2 separate regions of the Macaca mulatta genome follow, and region 1 is linked to region 2. The links are chromatin contacts, called in public Hi-C maps. All regions are on one chromosome and are shown on one strand. The core of a region is the stretch at or near the end of the contact, and the rest is flanking DNA. Distances in the headings are between cores, read along the strand shown. Region 1 holds the start of SLC50A1 (solute carrier family 50 member 1). Region 2 holds the start of TRIM46 (tripartite motif containing 46).

The links. Hi-C and Micro-C count contacts between places; a contact is called where the count stands out from the background.
Region 1: a contact with region 2 is called in a Hi-C map of fetal cortex germinal zone, with 2.2 times the contacts expected there. The contact joins the promoter of SLC50A1 here to the promoter of TRIM46 in region 2. A contact is called at or near these places in 3 of 14 Hi-C or Micro-C datasets (fetal cortex germinal zone, fetal cortical plate and liver).

Annotation. Positions count from the first base shown.
Region 1 is chr1:111,863,033-111,867,185 of T2T-MMU8v2.0, forward strand. It overlaps SLC50A1 (solute carrier family 50 member 1), which reads right to left and starts at 1,502. Exons shown (of 7, transcript XR_013397661.1): 1 at 1,363-1,502; 2 at 989-1,066; 3 at 418-541. It overlaps EFNA1 (ephrin A1), which reads right to left. Exons shown (of 4, transcript XM_077944832.1): 3 at 3,573-3,623; 4 at 2,493-3,398. The coding sequence ends at 3,286.
Region 2 is chr1:111,821,087-111,825,340 of T2T-MMU8v2.0, forward strand. It overlaps TRIM46 (tripartite motif containing 46), which reads right to left and starts at 2,960. Exons shown (of 10, transcript NM_001266149.1): 1 at 2,819-2,960; 2 at 1,193-1,454; 3 at 609-952. The coding sequence starts at 2,881. KRTCAP2 (keratinocyte associated protein 2) reads left to right here and starts at 464. Exons shown (of 6, transcript XM_077944920.1): 1 at 464-487; 2 at 822-938; 3 at 3,962-4,116; 4 at 4,226-4,254. The coding sequence starts at 4,024.

The DNA of each region.
Region 1 (4,153 bases), core at 252-2,751, 40 kb after region 2:
CACCAACAACTTGATAGGAAAGTCTTATCCACCCACAACAATGGAGACTTCTAGGGGAGGGAAAGATATGTTTTTTTTCTGTGTGCTTAGCACACACAGTAGGAGCTTAATAAACGCTTGTGTGATTGAGCAGGGAAGCAGAGCTAATCATCCCTTTCCCCTTAGCTTGTTGGCAGAAGCCCAGGGCAGGCAGCATAGGCATCGCAGGCTAGGCAGAGCTACCAGCCTTGCCTAAATGGGGGAAATGTGTTAATCTCAGAAGGCTGACTTCATAGAGGAAGGGGACCTGCAAGGCTGAAGGGGCCTTCCTGGAAAGGGTGGCAGTGCCAGCTGTTACAGTCTTCTAGGAAGTAGTGTTTGCCCTGCCAGCGAGGCAGGGCGTGCAGCAGAGAGGTGGGTCCAAGGGAGGGACTCTACCTTCCGAGGGCAGTAATGCAGATATGCCAAGATATACAGGGTCTGAAGCGCAGCACCCACTGTGTTGACGACGATGAGGATCCCGTCTCCCTTCAAGGCCCCATAACTCAGCCAGCCCAGGTTGCTGCAGGGTGGAGGGGAGGGACATGGCTCAAAGGGTTCAGTGTGAGAGGAGGACCCAAAGGGCCTCTTTCACTTTTTTTTTTTTTTTTTTTTTTTTCCGTCACCCAGGCTGGAGTGCAGTAGCGCGATCTCAGCTCACTGCAAGCTCTGCCTCCCGGTTTCACGCCATTTCTTCTGCCTCAGCCTCCCAAGTAGCTGGGACTACAGGCGCCCGCCACCACGCCCGGCTAATTTTTTGTATTTTTAATAGAGACGGGGTTTCACCGTGTTAGCCAGGATGGTCTCGATCTCCTGACCTCGTGATCCGCCCGTCTCGGCCTCCCAAAGTGCTGGGATTACAGGCGGGAGCCACTGCGTCCGGCCAAGCCTCTTTAACTCTTGCTCCTCCTGCCCCGCCCCCACCTCCCTCTGATAGCCTTTCCCACCGCCGCAGCCGTCGCCCCCTCACTTGACTTCCGTGGTGAGAAAGGGCAGGAACTGGACGTTGTCCACACTCCGGGTCATTCGCATGTGCCTGAGGTCCGAGCTGTAATGGGGCCCCGAAGGTAGGGGTGGGGGTGGGAAGGGAGAAGCAGAGTGCTTGAGGCGGATGCCCAATGCCTGTCACCCTTTCCGGACCACTGCAGACCACCCCCCGCCCCCAGCTATCTTGCCTTCTTCCTCAGGCCTAGTGACCAGCCTCGCCCTTGTACCCCGGTCCCCTCAACCCGATCCCATTTTGATCACGGTTCCGGACAAGCCAGGTGCTGCGGCTACGTCTCTGCCCCCTCTCTCCTTTCCTGACTTCCTAGTCCTCCCCAACCCAGCCGGCCGCTCTCTCACAGGCCGGCGGAGAACATGCCAAGGGTGAAGACCACGCATGCTCCGTAGATGAGCGAGTCCAGAAAGCCGCCCGCCTCCATCACGACCAGAGTCGGATCCCGCGCCCAGCGGCCGCCGCGTGCCTGCGGTGGCAGGGACCTACTGCAGCCTGGACCTGCGGCGCTGGAGCCCCGCCCCGCGCGCTCTGGCCGTCCCTCCGGAAACTGCGCCGAAGCCCCACCCTCCCTCCGACGCCGAACCGGAACTCGCGCACCTCCCCTCCGAGTGACTGCCCAGTGCCTAGGTCCAGACCTCCTCCATGTCACGGTCGGTCCTCTTCCTAGGACTCCGCGGGTGTGTCCCCGATATCTGCCCCTCCTCACACTCTGCCTGCCTCTTGGATCATCTAGACCCCCCCGGTCTCAACGGTCGTGTTCCCACAGGCCTGTGCGCCTTCGGCGGTGGACCTCCAAACAAAAGCTTGCTAGTTCAACCAGACTTCAGCACGCTTTCCATCCAGAACTTCACATCAGAACCTCAGTTGTCCAAGGGTTTGGGAAGTTTTTTTCTGGAGTTTGCTGCCGAAGCCTTTTCTCCACATAACAGACATTGCCAGGAATCACCAAGCCTTCCTCTTTTGCCCTTCCTCTCGGGCAACAAGGTCAACTTTACGTGACGTGGCCAATCCACTGACGCCTCTATCACTGACCCCCCCCCCCGGGTCCAACCCACTTGCTGCTGGGAACTTTCCCTCCCAGCCTCCCACACGTCTCTGCTGGTGTGGCTGTGGGGCGGGGCCGCATGCCTCAGCTGGAGTTCCCAGCTTCCCTGACTCACCCAAACAGCATGAGTACCTGAACGGTAGTATGCCAAAGCCCTGCGGTGAGGGGGTGGGAGTGGGGTAGAGGTTGGACAGGAAGAACTTCGAGTGGAGTGCAGCTCAGGACCCGAGAGACTGCTCTCAGGAGCACTCCGGTCCTGGACAACCCTCAGAGGAGGAAACAACCCACCCTTTTGGCCTGGTGAGGGGCACGCATTCTTTGGAGAGAAAGAAATTCAAACCCAGTTGCTACTGTTGTAGCACACAGAGCCTCACACTTAGCAGGGGCTCAATGGTCATACGTTTTAATATGGAGTGGCAGAAAAGCATGTCCGAAAAAACACATTGCTTTATTTTGAGACAAAGAACATTGTATAAAAAAACTCCAGTTGTAGAAATCAGGACAGACACACAGCAACTTATATACAGATACTGTACACGTGGGCCCTGCCCTTTAGGCTACACTCTAGGCAGAATGTACACATGGGCACTGCCCTTACAGCTACACTCTAAGAACAGGTTGGCACAGCCCCCCTGCTGGCACAGCTCTGGGGAGTGCTGCCCCACGATGGGAGAGAATGCAGTACCTGGCTACAAACTTCTCTGTGGCAGCTCCACAGATGAGGTCTTGCTGGGAGATGCTGGGTCAGCCCAAGCATGCTGCCTCTCCTGTACCTGGCTCCCAAGCAAGAAACTGTTTCTTGCTTTTCCTTTAGTCAGTTCATCTGGGCATCCTGGCTGTCTTCTGAAGGGGGCATCTTTGCCAAGCTTTGCCCATCCACGTGGCCCCTTCCAGCTCAGCTCCCACTGTGCCTTAAGGGACCATGTCTGCACAGCTTGTTTCTTTGGCTTAAAGGCAGGAATGGTGGGAAAAGACTGTCTCCACTTACTTCTCCATCCCTCCGAGGTGAAGGTGGGGATGGCACTGCTGGGCTGGTTGGCCTCCTTCCAGTTGAAACCCTTAATACTGACCCGTTTTGAGGCTGCTAGGTGACAGCTTGTGCCTGTGGTGGGAGTGGTTCCCAGGGATGGGGGCTCTGAAAGTGGCCCCAAGACAGGTTTGGAGTGCCTGTCCCTCTCTTCAGCCCAGTTCCAATCCTTAAGGCCAGGTGTGGCATACACCTTCACGGGGTTTGCAGCAGCAGAAGTGGTAGGAGCAGCACAGTCCAGGCAAGTGGGAAGAGGCGTGGGGCGGCACTGTGACCGATGCTATGTAGAACCCGCACCTCTGGGTCATCTGCAAGGTGAGAGGGCAAAGGCCGCCAATGTGAGTGACTCCACTATTTGCACTGGCCCTCAGCCCAACAGGATTCCCTCAGCCTCTGCCTGGTAAAGGAGCCACCTCCTGTACCCAACCTCTTCAAGCAGACCCCTTCCTGTGCCCCAGGCCCAATCTGCTCCAGCTACCCACCTGCTGCAAGTCTCTTCTCCTGTGGATTGTCATGGGCCTGAGGACTGTGAGCTGAAAGACAAGAGTGGTAGTAGATCAGGTACTGTATCAAAGAGGCAGAGAGCTGTGAGTGTGAGGGGCTGGGCTGCAAGACTTCTATACCATCCCAGATCACCAGACCGCCCAGCATAGAGATGGAGGAAGGAGGCCCACAGGGCCCTGACACTCACTGATTTTGCCATTGACCGTCACTTTCAACCTCAAGCAGCGGTCTTCTTGCTGGTGGATGGGTTTGGCTGCAAGATAAGCCCACAGGAGGTTAAGTAAGAAACCTTTGGTGGAAGAAAATGTAAGCCCAAATTCCCCTTGCCCTGTTTTCTCAGCTCCCTACTCAATTTCATTCTCTTCCCTCTAATCTTGATTCCTACCCTCCTTAGTTTTTGCTAACTTCCTGCCCAATGTTCAGCCCAGCCTCCCATTCTTTGGAAATAACCCTCAGCTTTGGCAGTGGTGACAAAAAGAACGTAGACACTGCCCCTCCCCACATTTTATCCTTCACTTCTCCGAGTCTGAATATGTTCCTCTTGCCTATATATAGTACT
Region 2 (4,254 bases), core at 1,710-4,209:
CACTGGCAAGATGGGAGTGGAGACACCCAGACACCCGCTGGTGGTGCTCCACAGTGCCACCTGGTGGTACATACTGGCATCAAAGAGAGCCTTTCCTGCAGTTTCCGGGCGGTGCCCATTTCACCAGCATTGCACCTCCTTTCATCTCTCTCATTGGGATATGTGGTAGTAACAGTAATAATGATGCCAATTAATCTTAGCCTGATAGTTAATAATTAACCTTGTCCATCTTGTTTACTGCTGTATCTCCAACACCTAGAATAGCCCCGTGCACATAGGTGCTCATTAAATATTTGTTCAGTGAGTGAATGCACACAGACCTTTTCAGTGTGCAGATAGTGAACAAACATTATCTCACACCCTCCTCTCAGCAACCCTTTAGGTATGGACATTGCAGGGCAGATACTACAATCCCCCTGTAGTAAATGAGATGGAGGCCCGAAGTTGTTGAATGATTTGTCCAGTGACTTTGTTACAGATAACAGAGGTAAGTGCTTAGCATTGAAAAATCCTTCCCACTTCCTTTTGGAAACCCACAATGCCAGGCACCCCCACCCACCTGCAGCAGCATGTCCCTCCCTCCCCAGGGCTTGGAAGGGCTGGCTCACCTTGGGGCGGAAGGAGAGGGTGGGCAGGGTGGGCTCATGCTGGGCCTTCTGGGTGCCCCAGGGGTGGAAGAGCTTGAAGCACTCATTGCAGAAGGTGGCGCGGCACTCTGTGCAGCCCTTGGTGGCCTCTAGTGGTGGCGGCTTGCACAACTGGCACAGGATGGCGCCTCCCACACTCACACTCTGGCGGTACCGCTCCACCACACGTTCCAGGGTCAGGTTCCGGAAAAGCCCTGCCAGACCCCGCTCCCCAAGCTCCACATCACCTTGGCATGCTGGACACGGGAACATGATCACCTGGGGGTGCAAAGCACCTCGCTTCCTCCCAGGGTATGTCCCAAAGCCTGTGGGTGAACCAGGGAGGTAGAGGACGTGAGAGTTACAGCTGGCTGGATGTGGGGAAGCCTGTTCAATTAAATTAGATTTTCATTGTGCCAGAGCTCAGCTCTCATTAGAGCCTGCGTAAGCAGTATCTCCACCCCCTAGAAAGACAGACAGATGCCCCTGACCAGTGATGGACTTCTTCCATCTTCCTGATGAATAGCTCAGCGTTCCCATCCCCACCCTACAGGCCCCAGTCCCACCTGACTTAAGCAGTCGGTCCAGGCGGTCTGGCTTGGGGAGAGTTCTGCGGGAGAGGCGGGGGCTGCGGGTGGAAGGGGTGGAGGCAGGAGAGGTGGGCTCAGAGCTGGGGTCCCCACCATGTCCTATGTAGCCCTGCTGGCCCAAGACCTCCCGAGCACAGGCCTGGCACACGTTGTGGGTACAGGGCAGCACCAGTGGCTGCTTGTACATCTCTTGACACACTGGGCACAGCAGTTCCTTCTCCATGTTCTTCATGCTGGTCTGTGGAGGGACCAGGAGGCTAGGTCAGCGCTTGGACACCTAGGCATACCTCAGCAGCCCCTTGGCTGCCCTTGGATACCCTAGGGGTCTGAGGAAGGAGCAAGACAAGCTATCTGTAGCTTTTCCCCAGCACCTGCCTTGGGCTGGTTCACAGACCTTCCCAGACCTCTGTCCCTTGCTTCTTTCCCTGCGGCAGAGCTAAAGGCCCAGAGGAGGGACGGTTGAAGCTTGTGCCTGCTCCAGCCTCAAGCCCAATCCCCATTTCTCCAGCTGCAGCAGCCCCAGCTGGCAGCCCCCTCACCTGCCTCCATCCCCCATCTGTGGGCAGCTTGCCCCTGGCATTTTTCTCAAGGACACCGCCCATTCTGCAGCTCCATGCAGACCCCCACTCCCTTCTCTAGCAGCACCCCCATGCCGTGATTCCCGATAGTCAGGCGAAGCTGGCACTCCATCCTGCTCGCTCCATACGTCCTCCTGCCGCGGCTCCGGCCTGCGGCCACTCCAGCCTCCATTCCCCATCCTTCACTTCCCCATCGTTCTCCTCCAATCCCTCTTACCAACCCATTCCCCTTCGCTCCCATCAGGCCCTCCCGCCCTCTCCTGCAGCGCAACCCGGTCAGCGGCACCCCCTTCTCCGAGCTAGTGGGAGAATCAAGAGCCCCGCCTACTCGCCCCCTCCCCACCGGAAGTCCCCTCCCCCTCTTGGTGGCGAGAGTGGGGGTCCTCAGGCTATGCCCCACCCCCACACCTCACCTTGGTCCCTCTCTTCGCAGCCATCCCGGTCAGGGGCGCAGCTGACACAAAGGAGGGAGGGACAAGGAGGGGGGGAGGAAGTGGTGGGGGGGAACACGGTTGGCACCGCCCCTGGGAGAGCCGGGCAAGGGTTGCCATGACAACCGCAGGCTCGGAAGCAGCCCTGAGTGGGGGTGCGTGGGGTGGGGTCTTGGGGAGGGGTCCAAATTGGGAACTGCACTGTGGGGCGGCTCCTACATCATCCCCCACCTGTCCTCAGTTTTCTTGGAAAATATCCAAGCTCACACTTCCCCTCCTCATAACAGCGCCTTTCCCCTGAAGCCCCAGCCCCGGTGCACTGCTGGAGGCCACCCCAGCCCACCCGCTGCGTCTGGGCTGCTCCTAGCTCCTCCTCACGCCCCAGCACACCGACGCCTTCAAGGCACTCACCTCCGGGCTGCTCCCGGGATTACCCTCTCATACCTGCATCCCGACCCTCCCAGCCGTTTCTGCCATCGCTAGTCCCCTGTCTACATCCCAGCATCTTCCTGGATCCCCACCTGTTCCAGGTCCCAGCTTGCCACAGAACCCTATACGCCCCCTCCCCTTCCCTCGACCCCACCTTAACTCACACTGATGCGGACCAGTGCGTCCATGATGGAAGTGAAGGTCTGCATATCCTCACCCTCTGCCATGGCCCTACCGTGCCCGCCCGCCCCTGGGTGCCCGATCCCGGCTGCGGCTGCGAACCCTGGGCTTAATGCAGGAGCCCAGTGGGGGTGTGAGGAGGGCTGGGGGGTGAGGTGTCACTGCGCATGCTCCAGGGACCAGCCTCGAACAGCGCCCGTCGGGGTAGGGGGTGGGAAATAGTTCTCCCCACGTGGTTCTCGAAAGCCGGTCGGGGGGTTGGGGAATATGGAAAGGTATTTGAGGGGGGAGCCATTTCTTATATTCTCGTTTTTCATTGGCTCCTAATTTTACTCATATAAAGCGGGGGATTAGTTTCGGAGGAAAATGGGTTCCTGATTGAGAGCACTAAATTTTGGGTTGAGAGATGTTGAGGCAATGGTCATGGGGCAGGGAGGTTTGAGGAACGTGCACTAGAGATGACAGAAATGGCAAAGAAGACAGAGATGGGATAGATGCCACAGGCACGGGCCCAATGACTTAAAGAGATAAGTGCAGCTTGTACAGAGTGGCAGCAGACGCACCAGGTATGAGGAAAGCCTGGGGACCAGGGCGGTGGCCGAGGATGCCCCCTCGACGCATTATTTCCTCCCTGTCGCAAGAGGGCGCTGCGTCCAGGCACTGAGAGGACGAAAGAGGAGAACGCGGGGAGCAGCAAGTCCGCGTTAAGCGCTAACGCATGCGCATAGCTAACCGCACCCGCCTCAGCTTCCCTTTCTTGGCCAGAGGCGCCGGTTGGACTCACGGGAGGGGCATGATGGGTAACGGGACTGGTGGGGTCCCCAGGAAGTGCTAGAGGGGGTCGGGGTTTGGGTGGAAAAGCTTTCCTTGTCCTCTCCTGGCAGAGCTGACGTGTCCTGGGTTCCACCGGGAGCGGGCATTTCCACTGGACGGGAGGGTTCGGGGTGTCCGGGGCTGGGGAATACCTAGGGGTTGCCGCGCGGTGTGGGGAGTTGGGGCATGTGGCTGCAGTCCCGGGAGTTCTTGGAGGGGTCGGCCCACCGAGCTTCTGGACCGGCCGATCTGCCCGTAGCTTGCCGGAGGGAGGGCGGAGCCTGACTCTCCGTCCCTTCTCCCATCCCCTCTAGTGGTAGGTACAGGCACCTCGCTGGCGCTTTCCTCCCTCCTGTCCCTGCTGCTCTTCGCTGGGATGCAGATGTACAGCCGTCAGCTGGCCTCCACCGAGTGGCTCACCATCCAGGGCGGCCTGCTTGGCTCGGGTCTCTTCGTGTTCTCGCTCACTGTATCCTCCCTGCGGTTGGAGGGGGCGGGCCACGTAGGCATGTGCCCTTCCCCTTCCCCACACAGCTCTGCCCCAGTTGCACGCCCTACTCCTTAACTCCCTCAACCAGGCCTTCAATAATCTGGAGAATCTTGTTTT